2 separate regions of the Canis lupus genome follow, and region 1 is linked to region 2. A link is a contact called in public Hi-C data. All regions are on one chromosome and are shown on one strand. Each heading gives the region's core, a stretch centred on a gene start, on an enhancer-like site or on the middle of the called end of the contact. The rest is flanking DNA. Distances are from core to core; before and after follow the strand shown. Region 1 holds the start of SIPA1 (signal-induced proliferation-associated protein 1). Region 2 holds the start of CFL1 (cofilin-1).

Evidence for each region. A called contact is a pair of places that touch in the nucleus more often than the background predicts.
Region 1: a contact with region 2 is called in a Hi-C map of blood, with 3 times the contacts expected there. The contact joins the promoter of SIPA1 here to the promoter of CFL1 in region 2. A contact is called at or near these places in 2 of 9 Hi-C or Micro-C datasets (amygdala and blood).

Annotation. Positions count from the first base shown.
Region 1 is chr18:52,071,468-52,076,772 of UU_Cfam_GSD_1.0, forward strand. It overlaps SIPA1 (signal-induced proliferation-associated protein 1), which reads right to left and starts at 1,442. Exons shown (of 16, transcript XM_038563914.1): 1 at 1,348-1,442. It overlaps PCNX3 (pecanex-like protein 3), which reads right to left. Exons shown (of 35, transcript XM_038563926.1): 28 at 5,170-5,305; 29 at 4,916-5,019; 30 at 4,469-4,616; 31 at 4,143-4,373; 32 at 3,783-4,057; 33 at 3,266-3,399; 34 at 2,884-3,182; 35 at 2,154-2,807. The coding sequence ends at 2,610.
Region 2 is chr18:51,902,925-51,907,916 of UU_Cfam_GSD_1.0, forward strand. It overlaps CFL1 (cofilin-1), which reads left to right and starts at 3,322. Exons shown (of 4, transcript XM_038563900.1): 1 at 3,322-3,481. The coding sequence starts at 3,479. MUS81 (crossover junction endonuclease MUS81) reads right to left here and starts at 3,519. Exons shown (of 19, transcript XR_005373620.1): 1 at 2,322-3,519; 2 at 1,382-1,477; 3 at 818-820; 4 at 599-728; 5 at 278-363.

The DNA of each region.
Region 1 (5,305 bases), core at 192-2,691, 170 kb after region 2:
TGGGTGCTGGGTGAGTGGGGGTTGGGCTGAGGTTCAAAGTCTCACAGGATGTAAGACTGAGACACCCAAGGCCCCAGGGACCTGCTAGATGCGGAAATGTCGCGACCAGGGGCAGGTGCAAAGGGTAGTGTGAGAAAGTGAGGGGAAGCCACCCCAAGTGAACCCCAGCAGGTGTGGGCAGGCAGGGAAGGGATGTGGGACGCTCCACTAAGAACACAGACAACTGCTGGCAGGTCTTCATGCATCCTCCAGTGACACTGTGAGTGGCTGGGGTAGGACAGGGTGGGGGCAGGGGCTCCGTGTACCCCTCATCTAAAGCTCCAGGACCAAGCAAGTGTGGGCCTCCAGGAAGCTTGGAGTGCCTCCTCCCGTTTCTCTTAGAAGAAAGAGTCCCGTCTTTGCCACGGACCCGGAGCCTCTGTTCTCTCATCTCTAAAATGGGGTTAATCCTTCTGCCCTTTCCCAACACCATGGGGAGACCGCAAGAAGGTTCAAGAGTGTAAAGCTGACCATGTGTTAAGGACGTGGTGGTGAGGCAGGCGCTCGCTCCATGGGCCGAGCTCTTCGGCCTGGGCTGTGATGTGTGTGTTGGGGTGGGAGGGGACATGAGAGGGAAGCCGAGTGGGCCTCTGCTCTGTGTGGGCTGAGCTCTGCCTATGTGTGTGTGCACAGCCCATGAGCTGCCTCTTGTTCCGGCCCAATGCTGGGCTCTGGCCCTGCCTTGGGGGGTGTTCTTGAGCTCTGCCCCCCACCCGGCAGCCTCACACAGGGTCCATTGAGGCCGGGACATTCCTCTCAGCCTGTGTCACTGGGGGGAGAGGGCCGGCCCCGCCCCCACAGATCCGGAAGGCCTGGCTGCCCCAGGAGGAGGCGCTGGATGCTTCCCAGCACATCTGGAGGTCATGACCCCATTTCTGCTGCCAGGGGGTGCGACAGATGTTTCCTCCCAGGCCAGGCCCGAGACTAGGGGCCGGCGCGCAAAGGCTGGGGAGGAGGCCGCCTCGCGACAAGGGGAGCGCCGGGACAGCGGGGTCGTCCCACACACGGCCGGCATTAGGGGCAGCCGCCAGCGCCGCCCAGAGGAGTCAGGGACCGCCTCATCCAATCGCCCGCACACTGGCCGGACCGGGCCGGGCGGTCACGCCGAGAAGTGGGGGCCGCCGGTCGGACTCAGGGGAGTGGACGCGCTGACTCGGAACTGGAGCTGGAGCCCAGAGGTTAGGAGGGTGCAGGCGGCGAACGCGGCTAGGAACCCCCTTCCACACATCCACCCCCCGGGCCCACGCCAAGCCTTTTCCCCTGTCCGGCCCGACCGCGGTGCTTCCACTCCCCCGCTCCCGCCGGTACCTCTGGGGCTCCCGCCTGGTGGCCTCCTCCCGCGCTGGGGTCCCGCTGCCTCTCCCGCTGCTGCTCCAGCACCGGCTCCGCCTCGGGGGCGGGGCTCGTCGGGGGGCGGGGCCGCGCGGAGGGGGCGGGGCCGGCCTGGGAGCAGTCTGCGGCGGGAAGCCCCGAGGGCGGGGACTGCAGACCAGGCGCACTCGGGCAAGAGAACCGAGCCAGGCCCAGTGCAGCGCGCGGTTGGGTCCCCTGCGTCGGCTGAGAAACGCAAAAACGTAGACCTGCCTTCCAGACCAACTGGGAGGGCTACAGCAGGATTCCTAGTGTTTAGCAGCCCCTTCCCTCACACCCCTCCACCCCGCACCGGCCAGCACAGAGCAGGTGCCCAGAAAACAGTTGACCATTTATGAGCACTTAACTAAGCACTGGACCCTGCTCTCCACACGCTCTCGTTCTTAAAAACACCTTAGACAGGTGTTTTCTCCTCTGCTTTATAGCTGGAGAAATTGAGGTTCAGAGAAAGGCTTTTGCCAAGGTCAAGGCTGATAATTTTAGGCACTAGCCTCATGAGGTAGAAGTCTTTGAAAATTCAGGGGTGAGAAACTGAACATGAACTTCAGGCCAAGGCTTAAAAAGGAACAAAGTTGTGAGGAAGGGGACCTAAGCCTACTTGAACCCCACCTGGGTCTTACCTCTGTCTCCATCATTACCCAGCCCCAGATTCTTGATCTCCCTCTCTGCTCATCTACCCTGACCTGGCCACCTGCCTCTATCTTCCACCCAAACATTCCCAGACAGAAAAAGAAAACACCAACCAAAATCAAAAATAGTGTTATTAATTCTGGTGTCTCCGAAGCACGAAAAAAAAAAAAAAAAAGAAAAAAAGAAACCACCCTTCCCACATTTCAGCCCCAGGTCCAGGCCAAGGGCTGCCGCCTCTGAAGGCAGAGCGGGCCCAGGGGCCAAGTCCAGTCAGTCCTGGCCATGGGCTCGAAGCGGGACCAGCCCATGGATTTGGCTTTTAGGGCCTGGCTGGGAGGCTGCCTGCCTCAGTTTTGGGAGCCCAGGCCCTGGACTAGGGATGAGAGATCAGGGATCAAGGTCAGAGGTCTGGGCCACTTAGTTCTGATACTCTGGCTAAGGCAGCCAGAGGTCAGGGTTCAGATGTGGAAGCCAAAGCCACTCAGTTCTGTGGTCCAGGAGAGAGGGCCAGAGGCCGGGGATCCAAGTTACTGAATCCTGGGGCTGGGATCCAGAGGGTACCAGGCCACTCAGTATTGATGCTCCAGCAGGGGCTGAGCGGCCGGGCTCTCCCGCTCCTCAGCAGGGGCAGGCCAGTCCCCCAGGGTCCCAGTAGGTGTGCCACTTTCAGGAGCACTACTGTCCAAGCAAGGAATGTCCTTGGCTGCTCTGGGGGGCGAGGAAGCATTGGTGCTGATATCCGGGCTGAGGCTGAGGTCTAGGGGCGCCTAGGGGAGGGGAGAGCGGTTGGTGGAAGAGCAGACCTGAGTAGCTCAGGACCCAATCCTTCCACAGAACCCTTACCTGAGATTTGGGGGTGCCTCCTTTGGGGCTCCCTGAGGCTGGTTCTGCCTCAGATCCCCCTAGCCCCTTTCGACCCCCCAGGCTCCACTTCCCACTGGGACCCTCAGAACTGAGGAGCCCAGGGCCAGGGGGCCTTGAGGGCCGGGGACCCTCCGTGGAGGCAGGGGAGGCAGGGGTTGGTCCAGGGAGCCGAGGGGGTGGCCACTGCAGCAATGGAGGGGGTCGCCCATCACCAGAGCCGCTCAGGGAAGGCCGAGGGCCCCAGCCTGGGCCCGGAGGGAGGGCCTGGTCGCCACTGCCTGTGGGAAACAGGTAAGAGGGTCAAGCTCTCAGCTAGGCTGTCCTCCTCACTCACTGGCTTAGGTTGGCCTTGCTCACTCACCTGCTGTGTTCTCAGGTGTGGAGTGTGCCAGGGCGGGGTTATTGCTGAGGGAGGTTAAGCCACCACCTCCGACACAGTCCGAGTCATCCACGTTCCCACCGCTGTTGCAGCCGGCACCACAGCCCTTATGAAGCCTGGAATAGGGGGTGGCAGGGAGGGACAGGTTGGCAGGCGGAGGGCCTAAGACTCCAGAGGCGCAAGTCCCCAGCTCTAGGACAAGCCAGCTAACATCTCTGAGCCCCAGGATCCCGTCTCTAAGAGATGTTGCCATCTCCTTTTCAGGGTCTTCTAAGAGAGGTGTCATTGACAGCTCAGAAGGCAAAAGGCCACCACTAACTTTGGGAAAGCAGCATGAAGATGGGTCAGCTCTAAGGCAGTGTCACCTCTCAGGACCCAGGCCTGGCTCCAGCACTTCTTCACTCTGAGGCTTAGGAGGAACCTGCTTCACCTCGCTGAGCCTCCGCTTCCCACTCCAGGACCTCAGCCCCACAGGCTCGGGGCAGCGTTCAGGGCTCACCTCTCCCAACTGCGCAGAAGCCAGCGGGCAATGGCACTCAGGCTGACTGGGCCACCCCACAGAGCCCGCAGCTGGGGGTGGCTACCAGCCAGCGAGGTGGTGAGGGGCGACACATAGATGGGGTAGCCCAGCGGCTGGTCACAGGAAGAATTAATCATGTTGCGGAGTGCCTGCTTGGCATTCTGGATACTGCCACGTTCAGGGTTGCGGTTGCGCAGAAACACCAGCTCCTGCTGCTGCCCGGCCCATAGGCCACGGACACACTCACGGTTCACCTGCGGGGGGCCATGCACAAGGGTCAGGGGGGGGGCCAGTGCCTGGCAGGGGGCCAGGTGCCTGGCAGGGATGGGCCATCCGCACCTTGATGACTCGGAAGCTGAGGTGGCGCCGGTTAAGCATGATGATCTTGTACTCGTCGGAGGCATCATCTAGGACGTGGCGCAGAGCCAGCAGTGAGGGTGTGTTGCTGAGGATGGCACTGCGCCAGGCCGGGTCACCCTCATGCGATATGACCAGGCGCTCCTCATTGGCGGCGATGGCATCATACAGAGCAGCCGGCTCCTCGTACTCATCTGGGGACGTGAAGTGGTCCTGGGGGGCCAATGGGAAGCCTGGTCAGTGGCCCCTGACCCGGGGAGGGCTTCATCCCCCAAATGCCCACCCTACCTGGGCACACTTCTCCCCACCTGGTGAAGCTTGAGGGCCATGCGAACCCCAGGTGCCACCACACGATGAAGCAGGTCCATGTCTGCAAAGACCCACTCGTCGCGTGGGGAGGTGATGCGGAAGTCGCCCTTGAACAGGGCGTGCAGGCCATAGAGGAAGGGCTCCAGGCTGGGGATGAGAAGGAACAGGCAAGCATGAAGGTTTCTGAGCCCTGGCTCTCCACATGGTGGTCTGAGCTGAGACCATTCTTTATGCTGAGCCTCTGTTTCTCCATCCTGACAAGGCCAGTGTCTGTCTAGGTCCCTCGTAGGGTGGTGAGGAACAGGCAAGGTCTATAAGTGGGAGGTACCCTGCCCGAGGAGAAGAGCCACCCTGAAGGAAGGACTGAGGTGGCTCCTGGGGGCTTCTGGCCCAGAGCTCTTTGTGGAGGGGTTAGAGGGGAACAGGGCCAGACCTGTGGCACTCACCTGGCCGACATGCTATGCGAAGCTGTCCCCAGGGCCCGTCGGCCCAACACACACAGGCCAAAACACAGCGTGACCAGCGGCGAGTTCCAATCTTGGTCCACGGGCTGTGGCACAAGGACCCCGTCCCCAGAGCCCAGCTCAGACCCAGGACAAGGAACCTGGGATGGGGGCCAGGGCCCAGACCAAGGGAGGCCGAAAGAGGAACCCATCCAGGGAAGGGAGGGGGGGCAGCCCCAGGGTAGTGGTGGCCAGACCTGGCTGCGCCGGGAGGCACAGTACTGGATCCACTCGAGGTGCACCGCACAGAAGGAAGGCAGTGAGAGGCCAGAGAGGCGAAGGTCATAGTCCTCATCCACACTCAGTGAGAAGGTGGGGTCCGAGTCAGCATAG
Region 2 (4,992 bases), core at 2,072-4,571:
AAGTGCTAAGGCAACAAAAGCCAGTAACAGCAATCCTCGGGTCTTGGCTCGATACTGGTCTTGGCTCCCTGAATAGCCCAATCACAGAACTCTCAACTATTATTATACAATATCTCCACCTACACAGAAGAAAACTAAGTACCAGAATAAGTCATTTGCCCAAGGCCAGGCGTCACTGGTGGCAGATCTGGACTCAGGGCTGCTAAGTCCCCACAAGCCAGAAAATCTTACTGCTCCTTCTCCCCTTTCCTTCTCACTGCCCTCGCCCAGTTCTCACTGGCACGGAAGAGTCTCGCACTCTCGCAGGTGGCCCTTCTGGGGTTGAACTCTTCTCTCCAGAAGGTGAACTCCGGGCATGGTCACCTGCGGGAGCAGAGAGAGTCAATCCCACGGAATCCAGCAGGCAGGAAGGTCTGGGGCGCTGCCAGTTCATGTGGTAGGTGAGAGGGGTGACGTTTTGCAAGCCAGCCACTAGCCTGCGGTCAAACAACAACTAGGACATGAGGGGGGGAGCCTGAAGCTAAGGTATCCCAGGTGGTTTCGGAGGCTGCGCCTGGGGGAGGTTCAGGGGACCACCGACCCTGACTCCAGCGCTCACCCCCCGATGCTTTGTGCTGCTGCAGCCGCTGGTCCAGCATACGGCACAGCCTGTCTCCGAAGTGCTGCAAGATCTTAGCTTCCTTGCCGCTGCGCAGGGGCAGTGGGTACCGCCGGAGGGAGCGCAGCGCCTGGCGGGGGCAGGGGTACCGTACTGGGGTCAGGGCAGGCCTGGTTGTCCGGCTCCACCCGTACCAGTCCGCGTCGAGCCGAGACCCACCTTCTGAAATACGAATTGCGTGCGGCGCCCCCTACTGGCTGCCTCGTCCCGCCATTCGGTTAGCCAGCGAACGAAGAGCGGGTTGGGGCAAACGGGCAGCGGGCGTTTCCGGCCCAGGCGGACCGACGCTGCCATGAGCCCCGGGGCGGGTCCCCTGGCGCTTCGCGCCAACCAGGCTGGGGCGCCGCCAGTTCTGGAGACGGGATTCGAACACCTGGCTCGAGAGTGAGGGCGGCACCTCTCCAATCACGTGGCCCCACGCGGGGCAATTACTAGCGAACAGCCTCCAGCTGCCCTCCCCGCTCCGGCACTGCTTCAAGTGGTTGGTACCAAGCGCCTTTTCTACGGCCTCTCGCCCCCTCGCCCCTCCCGGCCCAGACCAGTCTTTCGGATCGGCCCCACCCAGACCCCCGGAGCCTTGACCCGCCCCTTCCTCCTAGCCCAGATTGGAGAGCGGGGTACTCCTTGTGCGGACAGAAAGACAGACAGCGCCCCCGTGTGGCTAGGAGGGCTGGATGGCAGTAATCCTGAACACCGAGGAACCAGGGTGTCAGTTTGTCTCACCTTTGCTGAGGATGCCGGAGAGACGCTGGGCTTCTGAGAAGCCCAAGAGGTGGAGGGTGGGGCAAGTAAGTGCAGGCGTATTTGTAGGAAGGACATCTAGAAAGAAGTATAAGGGATGAAGATACAAAGGTAATGTAGGAGGAGCTCAAGGACTCCGAAGAAATGGTGATTCCGAGCTGGGTGAGGGGCGGGGAGATGTGGAGATCCAGCAGTGGGGGAGGGCACGAAGTCTGGGACTTTCAGGGAAGGTTAAAGCTAGGAGAACAGAGGGGAACAGAGGGCAAATAGAAGGGGGGCAAATGGGAGGTGCTGGGCCTCAGCCCGAGGTGGGGGTCTGAGATGGGCACGTGGTTAGATTCAGGGGAGCAGACTGAAGGTAAAAGCCCGGACGAAGGTGGAAGGGGAGAACACAGTCATTTTTGTAACTCATTGGAGGTGGGAGACTCTCAAGGAAGTTTAGGTTCAGGCTTATGCAAAAGGGTCCCAGGTTGAGGGACACGTACAGCTGAGTTCGGCTTGAAGATGTCACCAGAGAGTTAGAGCCTCCACCCAGCTGTTATACTGAAGTCGCGAGGAGATGGTCTGCGGCCTTCGAGGAGTACGGAGGCTGGCACCCTAGCTCTAGGCCCGCCCCTCCAGACTCCGCCCAGCCGCGAACGCACCCCCCACCCCCACCCCGCGCGCGCCCAAGCCAGCTCCGAACTCCCGCCTCCCTCCCGAGGCTGCCTTATAAGGAGCCTCCATCGAGTGTGCGGGTTGGCCCCACCCCCTCTAGTCTCTTGTCCTAATAAGGACATCTAGGGCATCCCGTGGCTAGGGGCGGGCGGGAGCGTGTCTCCAGGGTAACTTCGAAGTCTCTCTGCCCCTCCTCGTTGCTCTTGGAAACTCCGAGGCTTGAAAAAAAGTGGAGCCAGTCTCCTTTTCTGGCAGGGTCGTTTACCGGGCTGTGGGTCCAGCGGCGGCCTCCACCTGGGGCTTCCGGGAACTCGGGGGGTGAGCGATGCAGCGGGACGTCCTTGACTACAATCCCCAGCATGCCCTGCGAAGCGCCCCACTCCCGGTCTTGAAGACCGGGCTTCCAGCTCTTCATTTACACTCTTTATTCCGCTGATGGGATCTAGGCCCTCAGATCCCTGATTTGTGACCCTTTCGGCAAAGACTAAGGCATGATCGTTGTTCGAGGCCAAGGAAAACTTTCCGTAGTCCCCACCGGCTTCTTTTTCAGAAACTTAAGCTAACACAGCTGTGTCTTAATTTTTGCGAGTTTTAAGTTAACCGTATGCATGGCTGTTAACTCGAGGACGTGATTCGAGTCTGGCTTAATATCTATTCTTTTCACCGTGTCTAGTAAAAGGCGCAGTCTTTAAATTGACATAAACCCGTTTCGTGAATTTGCCATCTATCTTTAAAACAAGAACAAAGCTATATTCTTAAAGACTTCCTTGTAGAGTCTCTCTTGTGTCTTATTTTAATTTTATTGAAGTTGCATATGGTCTTTCCCAGGAAACGAGTGGCTTTGCATATGGAGGGTGCCCAACGAATTGTTTATCGGGTTGAACACGCTTTACACTTGCGATTCCTCTTGCTCCAGGACTGGATTCCAGGCCAATAAATAGTTACTTCAGTTCAGAAAAGCAAAATACTAAACCCAAAATTTTCAGACCAGAAGGTGCCAAGATGGATCATAAGAAACAGTTTCGCGGCGGTTAAAGAGCGGCGAGGTCGAGGCTCATTTTCGGGTCACATTACCTAGAGCTAGGGGCCTCTGCCCAGCTGAGCGTTTCCTGGAAAAGTGGACCAATGGGCGTGCTCTCCGCGCCACAGCACCGCCCCCCTTGGCTGTCTCGAACTACGTTTCCCAGCATGTAATAGGGCCCTGAGAGGCCGGCTGGCCAAAAAGACGGCGCAGGACCCTTGGACTTCATTTCCCGTCGCCCCGTGGGGGGAGCGCCGGAAGCCCGCCCCGCCCCTCATTGTGCGGCTCCTACTAAACGGAAGGGGCCGGGAGAGGCCGCGTTCAGTCGGATCCCGGCGGCAGCTGCAGCGGCTCTCATCTCTTCTGACCCTTTTTGCTATCTCCCTTTCGCTTCCGGAAACATGGTGAGCAGCAGGCCATGGCGACTGAGGGGAGGCGTCTGCAAGTCGCTCGTCTGCGCGCGGGGGAAGGAACGGGGGAGCGACATCTGCACCCCCTCCCCCAGCGCCCCGGGCGGGATAAGGGTCTCGGGCTGAGGGGCGGGTAGCGTTGGGACGCGCGTGCGCGCCCGAGGGCGCTGGGGAGGGCTAGCTCGGCCGTCGCTCGCGCGCCCCCTGGGCTCCTTTCCCCTCCCCCACCGCGCTGGTGCGCCCGCGCGGATACCGGCGGTGGGGGAGGGGTCCGTGGTGCGCGCGCGCGTGCCCGCCCCTCGCGGAGCAGCCGGGGGCGCGCGCTGAGGCAAGTCGGTTCACGGGGGCGCGCGTTCGGCGGAGCACGCGGCATCCGAACCCTTCCCGGGGGTGTCGAAGGAAAAGCGCGCGAGCGGTCTCGGCGTGCGCGCCCCACCCAAGGGCTGTTCCTGTTTCCGCGTCACCCTCCCTCGGCTGGCGGGTCTGTCGAGAGCAGGTGGCAGGGATGTCTGCGCCCAGGAGGGGCGGGGGCAGAGGGCCAAGGGGGATGCGGGCGCGGAGGGGTCTGCGTGCTAGCGCTGGGGATTAGAAGCCTGCACCTCGCCACCGGAGCCGCAGGTTTGCACCGCGGAGGGATCACGGCCCTGCGAGGGAGCCCACAAAGCGATCTGGGTTCTCTGCTCTGTACATCCGGCAAAGGCTGGAAAGGCACCGTCGGCCGGCGCCTGCGCACACGCACTGGCCCCACTACTGGGCCCGAAGCCCTGGACAAGCGGGGCCTTCGGCTTTCCCGGATGGGGCCTGAGGGTGGAGCCGAGTTTAGGGAAGTGACCCAGGCGGGCACCGCCCGGAAACCACCCCGCCCCCTGTGTTCAGCCCCAGGGCTACGAGAACTGAAGGTTGTGTAACTTGTCCATCCTCCGACCGGCAGCGGAGGGGACGGATACGCCGGTCGGTAAAGCGATTCTTCGGTCTTGAGGCCCTGGGGGTGCTACTGCCTCCAGGTACTGCTTTCTCTCCGGGTCCTGGCCGGGCCCAGGCGAACGTTTTCTCCCGCCTACTCCGGAAGCGGCTGAGTCACGTGGCCGGCTTCCTCTGCAGTTCCGGGAGTGGGGGGCGCGGCATATTTCGTTTTGGTCAGTAGCCCCTCTCTTGGCTATCGTGTCCCCACCCAACACGACCCAAAATAGACGTTAAAAGAGCTCAAGGACTGTGCGCATTTGGGTTTGACCTGCTAACTTCTGTCAGCCACCTTTAGGTCCTACATTTTTCCCGAAGACTGGGAGTTAATGGGTTATGGTCTTAATTAGGGATTGTGATTTTTGCTTTGGTTGAAGAAAACCCAGGAAAAAGGATGGTTTGTGAACAACTATACTGAATAGTTATGACGGATTTAACGAGAACCGTTAAATTTCTTTGTGCCCTACCATTGTGGCGTTCTGGTTCTGTTTCCAGAAGAGGTGTCTGTTCCCTGGGTGCCTGGGTCTCCTTTTCCTATCCGTGAA